Regions from separate parts of the Mus musculus genome. Here all the other regions are linked to region 1. The links are chromatin contacts, called in public capture Hi-C maps. All regions are on one chromosome and are shown on one strand. Each heading gives the region's core, a stretch centred on a gene start, on an enhancer-like site or on the middle of the called end of the contact. The rest is flanking DNA. Distances are from core to core; before and after follow the strand shown. Region 1 overlaps Slc10a7 (solute carrier family 10 (sodium/bile acid cotransporter family), member 7). Region 2 has its middle 27 kb from the start of Gm29895. Region 3 has its middle 62 kb from the start of Gm6360.

Region 1 (3,608 bases), core at 650-3,149:
TATGCATCCTCTTCCTCCACGAACAAACAGTTTGGACAAGCAAGGGCTGTCTCTCTCACCAAGAACCATAGTGGGAGGAAGCCTTTGTTACCATCTGTGCCACCTAAGTCTCCCGCAGAAGGCTCTTCCTTGGTTCGCAGGGGTATGCCTAGGTGCTCTGGAGTTTGGGAACTACAGCCTCAGCCCAGTCCACACCAGGTTGGAACACCTATCTTAGGCGGCGTTTTGCTTCCCCTGAGCAGGTATCACCAACACTCCAAGAGCAGAGAGGAAGGTACATAGCAAAGAACCCCTGTGTTTCATCTCCCCGAGTGGCTCCCAGCACCCCAGCGGCAAGGCGGAATACAGACCTCATTCCTAACTATAAGGAGGCAGCAAAATAATATGCAACAGTTCACATTTATCTGTTATGTTCCAGACACTGTTCTGACGCAGTGACAGATGGCAATGGCTCTGCTCTCAACAGCCACAAGTCCTCCCAGTAAGCGGGTAGCTATGCACAAGGGTGGGTGTGCCTGGCTTGACTTAGCTGTTCAGCAGAGGCATGGAGGGTAAGGGTTTTTTGTTTGTTTGTTTGTTTTTGTCTAGGTGGTGTATAATCTGCATGGATCTCAGAATTCCATCCTGGTTATCATTCTAGGTCCCCCCACCCAAACTATTCTGGAAAGTTCCAAGGATAACCAGTCAAACTTTTTGCAGAGGTCCTCAGAAAGGGGATAGGACGGCACAGACTGTATGAACACTTTAATGGCTTCCTTATCTAAATAGTGTGCTTTCTGCTCCAAAGCACTGAGCATTCTAACATGCACTCTGGGTTTGTGTTTTACCAGCTGGCTTTCTCTGTCCGGCATTTCACCTCTAACTGAAAACTTCTGTCATCTTATCACTGGTGTGAGCCACCACAGCATCTGAGCTTGTCAGAGCTTTACAGAGACCAGAGGAAAACATTTTTATCCTTCCTATATAATAAGGCATCCCACACTCGATCCAGTCAGGCAGAGCTCTTAGAGCCTTGCTCAGTACCCCAGAACTCCAGGCTTATGGAAGATTTACCATCTCCAAACTGCTGACACTGAGTGGCCACCAGTGGCCCTGGGCAGGCTGGCAAACCCCTGTTTCTAGCAAGAGGAGGATATCTTGCATCAGTCTAATAGATCTCAGGAAGGGAACAGTACCTTCTAACCCGAGGCTTGAGTTACATTCATAATTATCTGTCGGTGGCACCTCACAGGAAATGGGACAAAGGAGATGTCAGCTGAGCAGACAACACCCGAGGATGGGCTCAGGCATTCTGCTGTCCTTGAGGGCCACCAAGCACTCCCGCCTACATCGCTGCCTGTGCACTTAGAATGACTGTAAGTCACTCCACAGTAATGCCCCTTCCAGTGCAGGCATGAGCTACTGTGTTCCTCTACACAGACTCTTACAAGGAATTTCCTACAGATTGGCCCTTCCTTCATACTTCAAAAGTAAAAATTTAAAACGCTCCTTTGTCATAAATGAATAGGCTTAGAAAGGAAAATGAACAGAGAGTTATGAATAAATGCTAAGGGCACAATGAGGAGAAGAAACAGTTCTTCTAGTAATGACGATTTGAAGAGGAAAGAGGAACACACACATGAGGCCCTTTGGTGGTGACACCTTGCATAGACCAGGCTTCAGACACAACAGGTAGCCCCCGTCTGCTGCTCAGGCAGGACAGTGAGTTGGAGTTTGTTCGAGGCCGTGTTCTGAGAACATGTCTGTCATCTTGTCCAGATGGAGTGAACTACGGGCATCCTCACAGTTCAGGAGAAAGTGAGGCAGAGCACGGAAACACTGGCCTGGGCAATGCACAGACGTAGGGTGCGGGTGCTGGTCCAACATGGTGTGCTGGCTCCACAGCCTGTGTTCGAGTCACCTTAACTGGTAATTTGCTTGGGGCCTTAGGTGCCCCCAGAACAGGGATCTGTGACAATAAAAACACAGAACAATGGCGGCAAAAGCCCAAGGAAAGGAATGTTTACACAGCACAGCTGGACAGGAAGCGGCGCCTCTTTCAACAGCACTTAAGGCTGGTGGCTTTTACTTACTTTGAACCAAAGCTGTTTGATGACCATTGTCAGCCCATGAGGAAAGTTAAAGATAGCCTTTCTGCCGACCATGCCTGGTTGCAGCCTTATTGCTTTATGAGATGTTTTATGTAAATAAAGATGCAAAAAAGGCCCCAAATGAGCAGCTGGTGTTACAAAGAGGTGTGCTGTGATTGGAGAAGGTGGTCAATGAATGCAGATGCTGATGAGGAAACTCGGAATTCTGTGGACTGAAGATGAGGGAGCCCTCGCTTGACAGAGCTGCAGAAACAATTAGCAGCAGGAATTTGGGAGTGAATTGGATTGCTGAGTCACAGAGCCTTTCTTCAAACATTGGCTGTAACTTCCAGGAGGGGCCACCATGTTTGTGGAGGCTACATGTGGAAAAGTGGGAGGTCACTTTCTTCCTTTTCTATGCTGAGGTAAAAAACTTTGCTAATGGTCACGCTCGCAAGATGTGAAGACAGTACACAGAGCGAGTACTTCACATGGAAACAACAACAAAAGGTCGTAAGACTACACTTCACATGGTCACTACACAGGAAAGGCGCCATCTGATCAGGACGGGGTCCTTGCTTTACTCAACAGAGCTTCAGGAATAGATTTTATTTCCATTTTCTTTGTATGCAGACCTGCATGCCTGTCTGTGCACCATATGCATGCAGTGCCTGGGGAGGCCACAAGAGGGAGTTGGAGCTCCTGTGACTAGAGTTGCAGCTGATAGTGAGCCATGTGGGTGCTGGGAATCGAACCTGCGTCCTCTGCAAGAGCAGCCAGTGATGTTAACTGCTAGGCCATCTGTACAGTTCCCCAGACAAGTCTGTCTGAAGATATGCTTCAATGCTACCAACAGCAGCAGCAGCAGCAACAGCAAAACACTATTGTTACATGTGACATAAAACAGAAGCTGATGCTGTGGGGTGAATGTTCACTGATTCTGTCACCTCTAACATGTAAGCTTAGTGCTCTCTAAACCATTGCACTGCGCTGATAGACAGTGGGAACTTCAGGAAGACATTCAATACTAGTTAAACAGTAGACATGGGTAAGCTATGACCTAGAGTCTCATTAGCCAGCCTAAGTATACACTTGTTTTGTTGGCATGGCTTTCATCTTCTAGCAGGGATTTTCTTCTCCATGGCACAGGATTAGGGGGTGTGGTCTTGTTGGAGTAGGTGTGGTTTTAGAGGAAGTGTCACTAGGGGTGGGCTTTGAGATTTCAAAAAGCCTAATTGGGCCCCTCCCCCTTCCTTTATAACTGAGTGCTGAAATAGTAAAAATTAAACCTTGAGCAGAGAGCTTTGTCTTGGTTCCTTCCTTATCTCGAGCAGCCCAGCCCCTCTTCTCTTCCAGGTTTCCAAAATGCCTTTCCAGGCTAGAACCCATGTTGTGATCTACTGGCCAGACACAACACTATGCCAGGCCCAGTTCTCTTTCTGCTGCTGCCTGCGGATCAGGATGTAGAACTCTCAGCTTCTGCTCCAGCACCATGTCTGCCTACATGCCACCTTGTTCCCAACCATGATGATAATGGAC
Region 2 (3,608 bases), core at 431-2,930, 700 kb after region 1:
CACACAGGTTGAAGTTTACTAAAATGCAAAATTTTAACATTCTCCTGACAACATGGTATAGCCTTACCTTGATTCTGTGACTTATGTGTTCAATAAATACATGCACATTGCATGAATGAGTGACAGTTAACTAATAGGAGAAGATAAAGATAAGCAAGGTAAAGTTGACCTCTGTCCTAGGGGAGATGACAACTTAGTGAACAAAAGTAATGGGAACATCCCAAAAATATGCCAGTTTTGACAGCATGCAGAGCTATGAGGGCATAGTATCAGAAAGGTGTAGGATGTCAGAAACATATTTCGAAGGTAACATCAAACCTAAAGGTTTTCTACTAAACCTCATTCCAAATGTTCTATCTTTAGCCCAATAATGCCATCTTGGGGAGCTGGCCTGTACATGGGATCCTCTAGGGAATGCTCTGGATTTAAACTAGCAATGGGTCATTTATGTAAACACACAGAGAGTGGGAGAGCTTGGATATGGAGAAGGAAGCTTGTAGCTGCTAAAGTCTTTAGTAAATAAGATCACAATTTCATGTGCAGGTAATGTTAACACAGGGTGAGAGACACGGCCAGATGGCTGAGAACCAAGGGCATAGTGATTTCTGTGTCGGGATGGATGACTGGGGGTTTGGAAGAGGCCAGGGAGGAGGATGTTGGGCTTATTTTTTCTATCCTAAGGAAACCTAAGAAAGTTCTGTCAGTCCCATAGAAAAGGTTCTCTTCATGGGGATGGTTGCATTTCCTGCCCAGAGGTGGACAGTGCTTAGGAGCATCGTCATCATCTGTTTCCACTACAGAGGCACACAGTGCTCAGTAGCAGCTGCCACCTCTGGAGGCTGTAGCCACCAGTGGCCATGGGTTACTGGATTCCTGAGAGGAAAGATGGGGTTGGATGGGAAAGGTGGCAGGAGAAATAACGAGCCAAGACAAAGTTCTCTGATCAAGGCCCAATGTTTACTTATGAGTCTGAGCTTATGGGAGTGGGGGTGGGGGTGGGGGACCCATCGTCCACTGTGCCAGGATCTCCTGGTCACTTTGTCAGGATCTCTCAGGAAAACAAGCTCAGCTGCTCAGCAGGTAGCTTCTTTCAGGAAGCTGCAGATGTGGCAGACGAAGGACTTTACCTAGGTTGGAAGACTCCACCATAGGTGAGCCAGCAACTGTGGCAAACCAGGTCTGAGCCAGCATGCTCAAGGCTGGGGGGAGGTCACAGTTCTTCCCTTTTATTTATTAAAATTAGCTGGACTGGGGCATAAAATTTACTTATGCTCCATGGTCCTGCCTGGGACCACCATGGTGGCTGGTGGCCGTGCCTGTCTTAGGACTGAATCTAATTGGACTTATTCTTATCTGCCCTGGAGAACATGTGTAGCTTGTTTGTATTTATTTGCACAAACACGGCTCTATGATGTTATTATGAACAAACACAGCCTCTTGGCACATGCCTCTGTCTTAGGTTGAAAAGAGCCATAGATCAGTGGCCCGTATTTGGCTGCCAGCCCTCATTGCATACCTTTTCCCCATTCAGACCAAAGCCGGAATATGCACTCAGTGCATCTTTTTATAGCCATGAATAACTGCCATCTGAGCTTTGCTGAAGGTGAGCCTGTATGGAAGTAATGCTTGAAATACAAAGTAAAGAGTTAAAAGGAACAAGATTAAGGTTGTCTGTGGGGATGCCCCAGGCACTCAATTCAGTTGCAAATTAGCAATGATCAGATCCAAGTCTGGCCTCCCAGTGTGGGGGAGGTGGCTTTGAAAATCAACAGAAAAACTGTTACTTCTCATGGAAATAGTTAATTCAGCTGGCTAATAAAGATGTTTAGCTATCTTTATAATAGGAATCTCCAATATTGGATTTATTTCTAGACCAGCCCATGACTGAGTCAGCATAACTGGTCACATTAAAGGAAAGAGAAGAGTCATTATAAAGCCTCCTCTTGATTAATTTTTCTAAATGAGTTTCCACAGACTCTATGTTCTCTGTCCCACAAGGTCTAAAAGCTTGTCTAATCTGGGACATAGGCAAGCAAAGGTGGGTCAAGAACATATACCCAATATAGCTTTCTTGTCACCATTGTCAGGGAACTCAGCAAGCTCACAGGTCAGCATGCCACACGAATCATTCTGGCATCTAGCAAGTTCCTGCAGCATTCTGTGGGGAAAAATACACAAACATGCCCTCTTTCCTATATTAAATACCTAATTAGGCTCATGTCATATGCCAATAAGTAGATCCTTCCATTTCATTTAGGCATGAGTATGTCTAGTTGTAAAATGCTATAGGCACTCAGCAAGGAGTTCTTTGGCATCCAGATCTTTAAATTTTAAAAATAAAAAGCATGATTTAAATAATGTACATGGGGATATAATTATCCCCTTTTTTGTTTTATAAGAAAATATTGTTGTAAAGTTCCACAATACCTTGTCCTTGAGAATTACAAAAAATCCCAGTAATACGGGTAACATTAAATTTTTCACAAAACATCTCAAATGTTTGACTGTAATAGCCAGTTCCATTATTTGTTTTAATTTGATTTGGAACACCAAGCATAAAAAAATTAACATAGGCATTGACTAATTACATTCTTAGTTGTTTTTCTTGTTAGAGCAGTTGCAACTAGAAAGCCTGAAAAGGTATTAATAGTCACATGTGCATATTTTATTTTTCTAAAATCAGAAATATGAGTATCCATTTGCAATAACTGGTTAAGTATAAGTCCTTGAGAATTAATACCATTATGTGGAACAGGTAGAAACTGAGGACATTGAGAACAAGTCTTTACAATTTCACATGCACATTCTCTAAAAATACCAAATTATCATCTCAAGCCATTACTATTTGGATGATGTAAAGAATGAGATTAATGGCCAATTGTTCTGTGTAAAGACTATAATCTGCCTAAGATACAAATCTGGGGTGGCATTGCCTTAAGGGGTCTTGTCCTGGAAATCTAGGATGAGTTCTTAAATGTCTAAAGACAGTCCTTTAAAGGAACAGTATTTTCTCTTAACTTGAGTTGTATATGCATAAACAATTGCAAATTTGAGAATTAGAATTAGCAATATCTAAAAAGGGAACAATTGCAAGCAATTGTAAATATATATATATATATATATGTATATATATATATATATATATATATATATATATATATATATATGCTATGAGTATACAAATTAAAGCTGATTTTTCAACATTTCAAAACACTGGCTATAGCACACAATTCAATTATCTGTGCTGAAGCAGGAGGAAACTCAGAAGAATAAAATAAACATGTGATCCAATCACATATACTTCTCTTCCATAGAAGGGCTACTTTTAAATACAGTAGATGTATTCTTTATGGGATGCATGCATGCATAAATTTACAGAAAATACAAAAGCATGCATAGAAGCAATTTTAAACAACTTGTCTTTTGGATAATGATTATAAATTTTACCAAAAAAAGTTTTCTATGCAATAGGCCAAATATCAATATTCTGCAATAACCAATTTAATTGCTGTTTGAGACAAGGAATAGACATCTCATCGGGTTTTTAAGACTTTTTTTTTCTAAAATACCTTCATGATTTTATCTTACAATTCTTTATTAACATCACA
Region 3 (3,608 bases), core at 438-2,937, 590 kb after region 1:
CCCAACTTGCTTTTTGGTCCTGGTACTTTGTTGCAGTAATAGAAACCCTGACTAAGACATCTGCTGAGAGATTCTGAAGTGTGTCTGGGAAGCAATCTCCTCTGTATCCCAATTTCAAAGTGCACTGATAAGTGGCTCTGAAGCCCCCCCTTTTTCTTTAAATGTAGCCATCTTCTCTCTGTGTGTTTTCTATTCAGAGCCTCTTGTAACCCTGCTGACAGGCCCATGCTTTAGAGCGCTATCAAATGTTGATTCTCCATCAATTATAGGTTCCTGGTTCTCCATCGATTATAGGTCAAAGCACAGGGACTTCTAATAAAACAGGAGAGTGCTGACTACACTGAGGTGGTCTGTTGACAGACACGCATATTTACTGAGCATCTACCTACTCAGTTATATTAAGTACTTGTTATATTTAAGGCTATGCAATGCAACTTGTAAGCATCAGCCATGACGGGTACCATACAATGTTATCTCTGAAAGTCTGATTAACTAAAATGGATCAAGCATTTTAACTAAGCCTAGTGAAAATACAAAACCCAAGATGACAACTGGGAGTTCTAGTTTCATGTCATTTAGAAAGATCCATAGTAGTCACTGGGTATCTTGCAGAATAAGGACAGAATCCAAGTTGCCACATTAATGGTTCCGACTATTAATCATCTTTCTGGTATTTAATGGAAGATTTCACATGAAACATGTGGATACTTATCATGATAAATGGGCCTTAATTATAACGATACATGGGCCCTGCATTTCCCCAGGACTTCCCTGTATGTTTCTCACATGTACTAAACTATAACAAGAATATACTGAAAGAGTAGTTCTCTCTAAACATTTTTTATTAGGAGTATCAGATGTGTTAAATTTGCATATACATTATAATATAAATTTTACATTGAGGTCTGCCGCCCACCTCCATAAAGTTACACCATTAACTCATCTTCTCTTGATTAAATGACCTGTATGAGTTAGAGGTCAGCACTGACAAAGATATCACAGTCTAATCTACTGGTATTATGACCCCAATTATCCCCAGTTACCGTTTTCAGGAGGCTACCTAACAGGCTAAATGAATTTCTAAAAATGATAGAAGACAGTATTTGCTAAATCTAGCACAAACTCCATTTGCCTTTATTTTCCAGCCATGACCACTACCGGTCCTTCCCACATACGCCCTGGTTCTGCATTAACAAACTTTTACTTTCTCTTTGAGAAAAGGTCAAGGTTCTGAAGGTCCCTTTTTTGACAATAATGATGATGATGATGATGGTAATTCTTATTATCCTGCCATTATGAAACCCATGTTTTTCTCCTACACCAAATAATCAACAAAACCATGCCCTTAGAGCTAGCCTTCACATCAACTTGGCCCAGTTTGGATTGTTCATCATGAAGCTGAACTGTTGATAAACCTAGAACATGATTGTAGGAAAAAGAAAATAAAACCCACATTGTGAACACTTTTTTTTTTTCATTTTACAGTAGTAGGACATCTCATCTCGGTTCCTGCTGGATGGAGTGAGTCTGCAGAGAGCACAAGAGAGGATTATGAGGCTTTACAAACACAAAGGAAGGCCAAGTCCTCCTCTTTACCTCTGTATAAAGAGCCTGCTGTCCACTGCCAGGTGAACCCAGAATCAACCAGCTGGATGTGGTCTGGCCCCCTCTCTACCTTCCAGCCCTGAGCTCCAGGACTTGCGGGACTGAATGGTCTGACCTCCTGCGCTCCCCTGGGGCGGGACTGAATGGACTGGACTGCCTCTGCCTCTTCTATTGGAAATGGCGATTTCTTAGCAGTAGCTTCCCTTGGAAGGCTCTGTCTCCTTTATACTCCTCCTCGGTCTGGATCACTAGATCCTTGAAGAAAGTTCTTTCTTCTCCTAGAAACATCCAGCCACAAGCAAATTTTCTTTTTTGCTATCACTGAGCTTCACATCTTAGTGTTTGATTTTGACATTTACTATATGCCGGGACTATGTGAGATATCACACATTATGGAATGTGATCTGACTTTATGATTATACAAACCTATGTAACTAACTTTATTATCCCTGTTTGAAAGAGAGAATATCTGAGTTCCAATATAAATAGTGTAACTTACTTACATCTAAGAGTTCAGCTTCCAAAAACTGTATTGCTACTTTGAATTATACAGCATCGTCATTGGCAAAATGTTTCCATAACATCCAATGGCCTTTATTATCTATACAGCATCTGCTGGCCTTTACTTCTTATCAGATAGCCTGCTACCTAGGACATGGTACCTTGAATAGGATATATTACCTATTGTGCAATTAAGACTGTCATATGGGTATTAGTCATTATTATTACTGGTTAAAATAGTAATAGTAGGAGTATATGTGTTTGAGGGTTTATTATCTACCTCATACATTAAAATGAAAGATTCTCAAAGACAGATACCACTTTATAACTCTTTTATTCTCTTGTAAGAATAATGTCCCATACATAGTAAGAGCTTAACAATTCACTGATGAATGAATGATAAATATAAATGACAAGAATGACTGTTGAGTTACATTGTTTGATTGTTGAGTTATATATCCTTCCCCACACAGGGAACTTACAATGCTTGCTGATCCATGTCTTCCTTTACAGTCCCCTTTTCCAGGAATTAGGGACTTGAAGTTGTGAGTGTGGGAACATAATCTCTGGCATACCTGGTCCAACACTCCCACATGCCCACCTTCATGCTGGTGGTGGCTTTCTTCTCTGACATGGTCCCACAGGCATCACAAGTGACCCAGTCATTCTGCGTTCATTGCCTTTGGCTGCTCTCTAATCCCTGTCTTCTTCACGCCTTGAGCCTGTCCTTCATCTCATAGCCACTGGCTACCTCTGGGTAGGCAATACCTGATTACACATTCACACTAACATGCTATTTAAAATGTTCAAAAACCCATCTCTAAAATTCTATGACCCCCTCATCTAAGTGACTACATTTATTTTCCAACTTTCTATGCGTATGATGGTGTTCAAGTATTAAAAAGTACAAATATCCACGCTTCTGTTGATAAAACCCTAAATCTTGGTATCTTCTGTGGTAGAACTTAGGAACCAAATCCCATCTCCTTAGAAAAAGAGTTGGTATTGGGAAAGCCTTGGGGAATCCTTGTGCTCTCCCAATAATTTGGCACTCTCTGCCCCATCCAACCGGCTAGGTGCTGTAGAAGCAGGGGCTTCATCGACAGTGGGGTAAGTGGAGGGTTTACCCCTCCTATCACCTATGAAAAGTGTCAATCTTCCTTAAAGAAAACACCAGTGACTAAAGTAAGGAAAAGCAAGCAAAGTAGAGATAGAAAGCGCTAGAAATCGGGGTGAGGGGAGAGAAATATCAGTGAGATGGAAAGGAAAAGCCGGAGAGCTACCAAAGCAGAGAAGAAAATGGAAAACCAGAGAGGCTGATCAGACAGCAGTGAAGGGCCAAAGACTCTACCAGCCAACCTGTGATAACCAAGCAGGAAAGGGAACCTGAGCTACTGAGAAAACAGACTTGGGAAGACGCGAAGGAGGCACCATAAATTACTCCTGTGAGAAAGAATGGGTGATCCAAATAAAATATAATTTATGTTCTTCTAGTTAAAATT

Evidence for each region. Capture Hi-C pulls out chosen DNA fragments and counts their contacts.
Region 2: a capture Hi-C map of embryonic stem cells shows a contact between it and region 1, with 4 times the contacts expected there. The contact joins two enhancer-like sites. A contact is called at or near these places in 1 of 115 datasets of contacts at active chromatin or transcription factors (embryonic stem cells) and 1 of 9 other capture datasets (embryonic stem cells).
Region 3: a capture Hi-C map of embryonic stem cells shows a contact between it and region 1, with 2.3 times the contacts expected there. The contact joins two enhancer-like sites. A contact is called at or near these places in 1 of 15 datasets of contacts at CTCF or cohesin (large pre-B cells), 3 of 484 Hi-C or Micro-C datasets (the HL-1 cell line and embryonic stem cells), 4 of 115 datasets of contacts at active chromatin or transcription factors (embryonic basal ganglia, embryonic stem cells and epiblast stem cells) and 1 of 9 other capture datasets (embryonic stem cells).

The regions. Positions count from the first base shown.
Region 1 is chr8:78,718,617-78,722,224 of GRCm38.p6, reverse strand. All of the region lies in intron 10 of Slc10a7 (solute carrier family 10 (sodium/bile acid cotransporter family), member 7), which reads right to left. Among named protein-coding and RNA genes, the nearest start is that of Gm39203, 46 kb to the right of the region's middle. Within about 2 kb of position 1,899, at least 43 of the 459 cell types and tissues checked have an H3K27ac peak or open chromatin away from gene starts, as enhancers often do. A contact at or near this core is called in embryonic stem cells, where this site is marked.
Region 2 is chr8:78,016,708-78,020,315 of GRCm38.p6, reverse strand. No RefSeq gene overlaps it. Among named protein-coding and RNA genes, the nearest start is that of Gm29895, 27 kb to the left of the region's middle. Within about 2 kb of position 1,680, at least 9 of the 459 cell types and tissues checked have an H3K27ac peak or open chromatin away from gene starts, as enhancers often do. A contact at or near this core is called in embryonic stem cells, where this site is marked.
Region 3 is chr8:78,132,625-78,136,232 of GRCm38.p6, reverse strand. No RefSeq gene overlaps it. Among named protein-coding and RNA genes, the nearest start is that of Gm6360, 62 kb to the right of the region's middle. Within about 2 kb of position 1,687, at least 4 of the 459 cell types and tissues checked have an H3K27ac peak or open chromatin away from gene starts, as enhancers often do. A contact at or near this core is called in embryonic stem cells, where this site is marked.